2 separate regions of the Rattus norvegicus genome follow, and region 1 is linked to region 2. The links are chromatin contacts, called in public Hi-C maps. All regions are on one chromosome and are shown on one strand. Each heading gives the region's core, a stretch centred on a gene start, on an enhancer-like site or on the middle of the called end of the contact. The rest is flanking DNA. Distances are from core to core; before and after follow the strand shown. Region 1 holds the start of Ldhd (lactate dehydrogenase D). Region 2 holds the start of Mlkl (mixed lineage kinase domain like pseudokinase).

Evidence for each region. Hi-C and Micro-C count contacts between places; a contact is called where the count stands out from the background.
Region 1: a contact with region 2 is called in a Hi-C map of Schwann cells, with 7 times the contacts expected there. The contact joins the promoter of Ldhd here to the promoter of Mlkl in region 2. A contact is called at or near these places in 8 of 12 Hi-C or Micro-C datasets (the A7r5 cell line, the Rat2 cell line, Schwann cells and 4 more).

Annotation. Positions count from the first base shown.
Region 1 is chr19:56,495,792-56,500,186 of GRCr8, reverse strand. It overlaps Ldhd (lactate dehydrogenase D), which reads left to right and starts at 2,492. Exons shown (of 11, transcript NM_001399130.1): 1 at 2,492-2,593; 2 at 2,768-2,880; 3 at 3,215-3,356; 4 at 3,520-3,661; 5 at 3,806-3,965; 6 at 4,283-4,395. The coding sequence starts at 2,528.
Region 2 is chr19:56,212,421-56,216,487 of GRCr8, reverse strand. Mlkl (mixed lineage kinase domain like pseudokinase) reads left to right here and starts at 2,630. Exons shown (of 11, transcript NM_001401077.1): 1 at 2,630-3,004.

The sequences.
Region 1 (4,395 bases), core at 1,243-3,742, 280 kb before region 2:
CAAACAGTTCCATCAACGAGGGAATCGAGCATTCAAATATATAAGCCTGAGGGGTCATTCTCATTCAAATGACCACAACCTCTACCACCCCTGCCTTTTGCCCTAAGCATGGGATTGGATTAGACCAAGCAGAATAGATCTCATCCTTGTGTTGAGATCAAGCCATCAGATGATCAGCGATGGCTTCAGAGAAACACTGCTCAGGGATGAGAGAGAAAAAGTCAAATATGAAATGAAGTCACATTGGGCACGGTAGTACTTGCCTGTGATCCCAATGCTTGGGAGCCTGAGGCAGGAGGATTATGATTTTTGAGGCCAGCCTGAGTTTTGTAGCAAGACTCTGTCAAAGCCAGGAAAAAATGGAATCATCGTGCCCACCCTTTTAGAGTAACTGAAGCCAAGCAAGGAGAAATGACTCCTATATGCTAGCTGACATTAACTGATTAACTGAATGTCTTTGGACCTTGATCTCTGCTTATATTGTCTGTGATACTTAATTCAGGCACAGGCATATTATACCTCAGAACCGAGGAATAAAATCAAAGAGTGAGAATGCAGCCATCCTGGTAGCGATGAAGATGTTCCAAAGGGAGAGAGACCTGAGCCTCTACCTTTGCTTATCAGAGAATTCGAGTAGACTGTGCCGTGCCCTGGAAAAGCCTCTGGGAGTTTCCCTCCTCATGGCCTCTGACCTCCACACATCCCTGATGATGGCCCCCAAGAAGTTGGGATTTCCCTGGGAATTTCGTAACGGGAAAAGGAAAAGCCTGCCACCAGTCAGAGGGGGAGCTTTTCCCTTTTTTTTCTGTCACAGTACGAGACAAGAAACTAATACACAGGCCAAAATGGAGTCACTTGCACTAAATGCCACACAATCCTCACCAAACTGTCAGGAAACATGTAGATCCCATTAGGTTAAGTTTCCTGAAAACTAGAAATTCCAGTCTGAGTCTTTGTGAGGAGAAAATCCCTGAAAGGAAGGCGGTTGTGGGAAGTGAGTGTGTGGGATGGTTAAGAAGAACAAAGTGTAACAGTGCACAGCCAGACTGTGACATCCGTGCTGTGTGAACCAGGACATCAATAAAGAATCCTGTCTGCTTCAGCCTTACAAGGCAGGCAGGACTGGTGTCAACCTATCAGTTCCCCTCTTGTTCTTTCTTTGCCCCCATTTTATAAAACCTACTGTCCACTGGGAGCTTTTGTTCAATTTTGTAGACTTGGAGGGTGCCCCAATCCAAGAAGAGACTAAAAGACAATTAGATCTATAAGTAAATTTGTTATTTTAAAGATTTACTTTTTTTTTCTTTTCTTTTTTTCGGAGCTGGGAACCCAACCCAGAAAGATTTACTTTTGTTTTATGTGTATGAGTGTTTTGCCTCTGTGTGTGGGTGCCAGAAGAGCGCCGGAAGAGGGTGTTGGATCCCCCCCCCTTGGGATTTGAATTACAGATGGTTACGAGCCACCATGTGGGTGCTAGGAATTGAACCTGGGTCCTCTGGAAGAGCAATCAGTGCTCCAATCCTGATGCTATCTCTCCACCGCCACACCCATCCCCTGTAACTAAATTTGTAATTTTGTCTTTTCTTTTGTTTTTATAGCCCAGGCTAGCCTCAACTCATCATCCTCCTAAGTCCGCCTTCCTGTGTGGAACTATAGGTGCATACCACAATGTCTGGCATGGTTTTCTCTTTTGACATATTCATCCAAAAGTGGTTGGGTGAATTCAGAGAGAACCAACTCCACAAAGTTGTTTTCTGATCGCTAAGAGTGCACTGTAGCACGTATGTTCCTCCATCATGCACACAAACAATAAAAATGAATAGAAACTAAATAAATTAGGAGTTTGAACTCCTGACTCAAAGGAAGAAAGCGTCATCGGTAGGTAGCTTATCTCAACGGTGGTAGCAAAGGCTCTTCCGGAAATGCTGTGGGAGCTGCGAGAAACCAGCATGGCAGCCACCCTGCTCCAGAATGGTCTTGGAAGTAATCTTCTCCTTCACTGCTTCTCCTCAGCACTCCTCTGCAAGGAAGCCTTTCTGGGGGTACTGCACTATTGCTACCCCCTTTTGTCCTGGAAAGGCCTGCGGCAGCCTACTCTGTGACACGCTGCTGGAGCTTGCAAGGAGAGGGAAAACCTGCTTGACAGGGAGTCAGGAGCCGATTCCAGGCGTAGGGCACAGTGTATGTGCCAATGGCCTGAGCTCTGGAATGGAAAGGAAAACTGCAGCTTAGAGGTCAAAGAGGAGGCTGGAAGGAAGTGTACGTAGTAGACAGAGAAGTCCGAGGGCCCAGTGGGACTTTAAAGCCTCCATACAAAATGTTTGTTTGAAGGGCTACAGGAAGCAGTTGACTTTTAAGACGTGAAGTAGCTGCGGTCCTTGTTTTCCAGATCTGCAGAGGCCACCTTAAACCGGTCCACCTTAAGCAGGCTCCACCCAGTGCAGCCATTGGGCACAGCTGGAGTTAGCCTGGCAAGGCTTCCTCCCCGTCTAGTTACTCTCACCTTAACTGCGGGCTGGTTAGGGCCATGCTCCTTCGGGTGGCAACCCAGAGGCTTTCTCCCTGGAGGGGCTACTGCTCCAGGGGGTCGCAGGTATAAGTCGATGTGTGGATGGGGTCCGGGAGGGTGGAGCGCCAGGCCAGACCTTCTTGAGGCTGTGACGTCATCCTGCAGTCTGACCAGCCCCCGTTCTTTCCTCCCGCCACAGGGCATGTCTGTGGCTTCTGCTGTCTTTCCTACGACCCTTGCACTGTTTCTCCCCTGCAGGGTGGACTCAGCCAGGACTTTGTGGAGGCTCTGAAGGCAGTTGTAGGGAGCCCCCATGTGTCCACTGCTTCTGCGGTCAGACAGCATCATGGGCATGATGAATCAATGCACAGGTATCAGAAGGGACTGAGGGTCCTGGACTGTCCCTGTCTTTGGCCACCTGTTTGGAGTGTTCCAGCATTCTCCTTCCAGAGACAGGGCAGTGCTCTCTGCCCTGGCCTGCTGAGGTCCCTGTCCTCAGATCCTTTTTTTTTTTTTTTTTTTTTTTTCTTTTTTTCGGAGCTGGGGACCGAACCCAGGGCCTTGCGCTTGCTAGGCAAGTGCTCTACCGCTGAGCCAAATCCCCAACTCCCTGTCCTCAGATCCTTAAACCATCCCAGGTTCCTGGAAAGAGAGGGTGAGACACTTCCACACCTTTGCAAACCTCTGAGGCCCGCCTGCTTCTAGGTGTCGACCTCCTGATGCTGTGGTGTGGCCTCAGAATGTGGACCAGGTCAGCCGACTGGCAAGCCTGTGCTACAATCAAGGTGTTCCCATCATCCCATTTGGCACAGGCACCGGTGTTGAGGGGGGAGTGTGTGCTGTGCAGGTATAGTGGGGGTGTCCTGGTTCTGGTCAAATCACACATGATACTCCATTTGCAGAGTTATGTGGCTACTGGGGGCCTCCACCATAAAATGAGGGTTCTAGGGGCTGCTTCTGGCCTAGAGACCAGGGTTGGGCAGGGTTTCTTTTGACACCCTTGCTGCCAGGGTGGAGTGTGCATCAGCCTGACTCACATGGACCAGATCATGGAGCTGAACACAGAAGACTTCTCAGTGGTTGTGGAGCCTGGCGTCACCCGTAAAGCTCTCAATACCCACCTGCGTAACAGCGGCCTTTGGTTTCCAGTTGGTAAGCCTTGGACTAACCACTCTGTCAGAGTACCCAGAGGGCTTGGGGGCGTGGTTTGAGGGATTTCACAGGACCCCATCTTTCCCCCAATAGTCTCCAGGAAGGGCCTTCCCAGTTAACCTGTCCAGCATTTTTATTCTCTAGACCCAGGTGCAGATGCTTCTCTGTGTGGCATGGCAGCCACTGGGGCCTCGGGCACCAATGCTGTGCGCTATGGAACCATGCGTGACAATGTGATCAACCTGGAGGTGGTGCTGCCTGACGGCAGGCTGCTTCACACGGCAGGCCGGGGCCGCCATTATAGGTGAGCAGGGCCGCCATTAGAGGTGAGCAGGGCTGCCATTAGAGGTGAGCAGGGCCGCCATTAGAGGTGAGCACTGCTTGACCTAGTTGCAGGGCCTCCCAGATAGTTAAGTGACAGGAGGGTCCCGGAACTCTGTCTGGAGGGCCAGTGAGGGTGCTGGAGTTGGCTCTCCCTGTGCAAGGCCTCTCTGGGCCATTAAACCATAATCGGGGCTGCAGAAGAGCAGACCGAACCTGTCTTCTAGCTTTAGTGACTTCTGGACAGTAGTCACTCACACGGCCTGGGCACTCACCTACCTTATATGTCTCCGGGCCCAGGAAGAGTGCAGCTGGCTACAATCTCACAGGACTCTTTGTGGGCTCTGAGGGGACTCTGGGCATCATTACATCTGCCACCCTGCGCCTGCACCCTGCACCCGAAGCCACAGTGG
Region 2 (4,067 bases), core at 1,381-3,880:
TTGGGCACCAAGAAAATGCCAATTAAAATCACTTTGAGAAGGGGCTGGGGATTTAGCTCAGTGGTAGAGCGCTTACCTAGGAAGCGCAAGGCCCTGGGTTCGGTCCCCAGCTCCGAAAAAAAAGAACCAAAAAAAAAAAATCACTTTGAGACATCCACATGCCTATTAAAATAGCTTTCTTAAAAAACAGCAAGATAACAAGACTCTGGTGAGGACGCAGAGAAAAGGGGTTATCTTGCACATTGATGGTGGGATGCTAGTAAATCTGCTTCAAAAGCTTTCATACCGGATGCTTCCAGTTCTAGCAGGTCAGTGCACCCAGTTCAGCTACTGTTATGGTTGACACGACTACCCACTTCTTTCAACAATGGCCTTGGGCAGAGTGGAGGCTGCCTTTTGCCCTAGAACTTCCAAGTGCTGACCTCTCCCCATGGAATCTGGCTGACTACCCCATGAATCCAGTAAGTTTCCACGGAGATCACATCTTTCTTTGTTGTTAATTTGTGTGTGCAAATGGCAAGAGTGTGGTCAGAGAGCACTTTGTAGGACTTTTTTTTCTTTTTCTTTTTCTTTTTCTTTTTTTTTTTTTTTTTTTTTTTTTTTTTTTTTTTGGAGCTGGGGACCGAACCCAGGGCCTTGTGCTTCCTAGGCAAGTACTCTACCACTGAGCTAAATCCCCAACCCCGATTTGTAGGACTTTTGTCACCCCTTCTACTTTGTGAGTCCCAGGTGAACTCGGGTCCTCCTGCTTAGAGGCATGCACCTTTGCCTTCTGAGCCATCTCGCTGGGCCTGGGGTCACATCTTTATCAGCTTCCCCCTGCCCTCACCCCCTGCCTTTGCTACTCTTCACAATATATCATCACTGTGATGGTTTGTATATGCTTGGGCCAGGGAGTAGCACCATTAGGAGATGTGGCCTTGTTGGAGTAGGTGTGTCACAGTGGGCGTGGGCTATAACACCCTAGACCTAGCTGCCTAGAAGTCACTATCTGCCTTCAGATGAAAACGTAGAACTCTCAGCTCCTCCTGCACCATGCCCGCCTGGATGTGCCCATGTTCCTGCCTTGAACCTCTGAGCCTGTAAGCCAACCCCAATTAAATGTCATCCATATAAGAGTTGTCTTGGGGGGTTGGGGATTTAGCTCAGTGGTAGAGCGCTTGCCTAGGAAGCGCAAGGCCCTGGGTTCGGTCCCCAGCTCCGAAAAAAAAAAAAAAAAAGAACAAAAAAAAAAAAAAGAGTTGTCTTGGTCATGGTGTCTGTTCACAGCGGTAAAACCCCAACTAAGACAACCATGTACATAAATCTCTAGACCTAAGACGACCGATGGTGGCAAACAGTTACAAAGTGGGCCTAGAGGCCTGAATCTATTATCCCAGCCATGTGGGAGGCTAAGAAAGTGGGGGGGGGGGTCACAAAAGTTCAAGACCTGCTCGGGTAACTTAAAGAGACCTTGTCACAAAACCAAGAGGGGGCTGGTATACAGCCTAGTGATAGGGAGCGTGCCTAACAAACACAGAACCCTGGATTCAATCCACAGCACCACAGGAAAGGAGTGTAGTGGTGCACTTCTGTTATCCCAGGATCCAGGAGGGGAGGCTGGAGGGCTGATGGTTCAAGAACATCCTTGGCTACACAGTGAGTGAATGTCTGTGGGGAGACAACAAATGAGAAAGGGCAAGGAAATGAGAAAACAGGTAAACTAAACCCCCCAGGCAGCCCCCAACTGTGTCGCCCCAAAGTAAAATGTCTCCCCATCCTTTCCAGCTATATAGCTCAAGAAAATCAACAGCATTTCTTTCCTTCTTTTTCTTATTTTATTTTATTTTTTATTTTTGAGATAGAGTTTCTCTGTGTAGCCCTGACTGTCCTGGCTTTGTAGACCAGGCTGGCCTCAAACTCACAGAGATCCCGAGTGCTGGGATTGTGCACCACCTCCTGGCTCGTGAACGGTATTTTTTTATACTGGCAAACTGGGCATATAACGGACTTTAATAATAAACTCACCTTGAAAAATAACAAAGTTTGGAGATGACTTAGAGGGAAAAAAAAGGAATTGAGCCCTACTTGGGTAACCTCACATTCCCTTGAACTTCCTCCACTAGGTTCTATCTCCTGCCCCAGGATTTTTCGACACAAAGAGGCCAAAGGAAGTGCCTTGGCACTTCTAGGAGTCACCCCCATTTTAATGCATTTACCGGTGTGGTGTGTGCGTGCGTTTGCATGCCAGGGCCTGTGCACATGTCGAGGTCAGAAGACAACTTGGAGAACTCAGTTCTCTACTTCCACCTCAGGAGAAGAAGGTGACTCAAGTCGGCAGGCTCACTGAGCTGTCTCAGCCTCGCTTTTTTATTTTTTTTATTTTGCTGAACTTCCAGGTTATCCCATACAGTGGTTATCAGGGCTTCCTGTAACCTTATTTGCTCAATCCCCAAATCCAAGACCCCAAGCAGAGGACCTGGGAGGACTCAGAGTAGCTATTTAATGGATTTGGAGAAGGACCAGAGACAACTGGAGACTTCAACTGGGAGCTGTCCAGAAAGCGGGTGTGAGAAGCTGGCACTCCTCCAGCAGGAGTAGAAACCCCCCCCCCGAGGGGGGGGAGGCGTGTCAAACTGGCAGCCACTTCCGGAAGAAGAAACAGCTGTTGGTTTTGAGGGCTCGGCTGGGGCATTGCTGTGTTAACCCAAATTTGACTTTACACGAGAACTGTGGCCGGTGTAGAATTCCTCCGGGATGCGGGAGCATTAAGGCTGCACCAAGGGAAGGGGCTCAGGAGACCGGGGACCTGTCCTGGTCTGGGGTGCATTGTCAGCGAGGAAGAAGATCACAGTGGCCAGTGGGAGACTGATCCTACTGGAACACTGGAACGGAGCGCAGGATAGACCAAGACCAGCGCCCCTCGGAAAAACCGGGCTGAGTCCTCAGACTCCAGGGAGCCATAGCGCAGCAGGAGGAAGCAGGAGAATCACGGAATCACAGATAGGACTTCCTGGAACTCGGGGTGAGTTGGTTTCGATTCCCTAACTCTATTGGGCTGTGCGGCTGCTGAGATCCCTGCTGACCTTTTGCCCAAGTAAGATGGTGATCGAGGACTGGGATTCGAGGAGAGGCAAAGAGTGGGACCCGTCCAGAGGTGCCCAAGTCTTAGAGTAGATGGGAAGTCAGTAAGACAATCAGTTTCCAGCACAGATGATTATGGGGATGGGAGGTGGGAGAGGGTGTGTTCGGGTAGGGGGGGGCAGGGATTCAGGACAGGGTTTCTCTGTGTGGCTCTGTCTACACTGGAATTTGGATCTTGTTCCGTAGACAAGACCCAACGTGAACTCAGAGATCCGCCTGCCTCTTGACTGCCAAGTGCTGGGACTAACACTAAGGGTGTGCCCCACCATCATCCAGCATGATTCCAGTTCTTAATATGAATTCCCTTTTCCTTTTCTAGGGCCCATTTCATGAGTAGTCTAATGTAATTTTTTTAAAGGGCCTCTGACTTTTTTTTTTAGACTATTCATTTGTTTATGGAAATAGGCTCTCACTGTGTAGCTCTGACTGGCCTGGAACTCACTGTATGGTCCAAGCTGGACTTGAATTCGCAGAGATGCTTGTCTCTGCTTTCCAAGTGCTGGGTTTAAAGTTGTGCCACTACGCCCAGATATTTCTGACATTTTTTTATAATTGGAGGGGAACGGGGCAAGAGTAAATTAATATATTTAGTACTACTTCCAGATTTTTCTCCTTTGCTCTCAGACATCCAAGCCTTGACGGCTTGGGCTCAACATCTGGGAATCGCTGGGGCCCGAGATCCATTGATTTTGTTTAAGAGCACCATGACAGGCTAGAAAGACGGCTCAGCCTTTAAAGAGTATCCTGATACTAATGCCTTGCCTGGGAATCCCATGGACAAAGAAAACTAATCACTCACATGCTTGGTTTCACTTTTTTTTTTTTTTTTTTAAGATTTGTTTAATTTGTTTTATGTATATGAGTACACTGTTGCTATCCTCGGACTCACCAGAAGAGGACATCAAATCCCATTACAGATGGTTGCGAGCCACCATGTGGTTGCT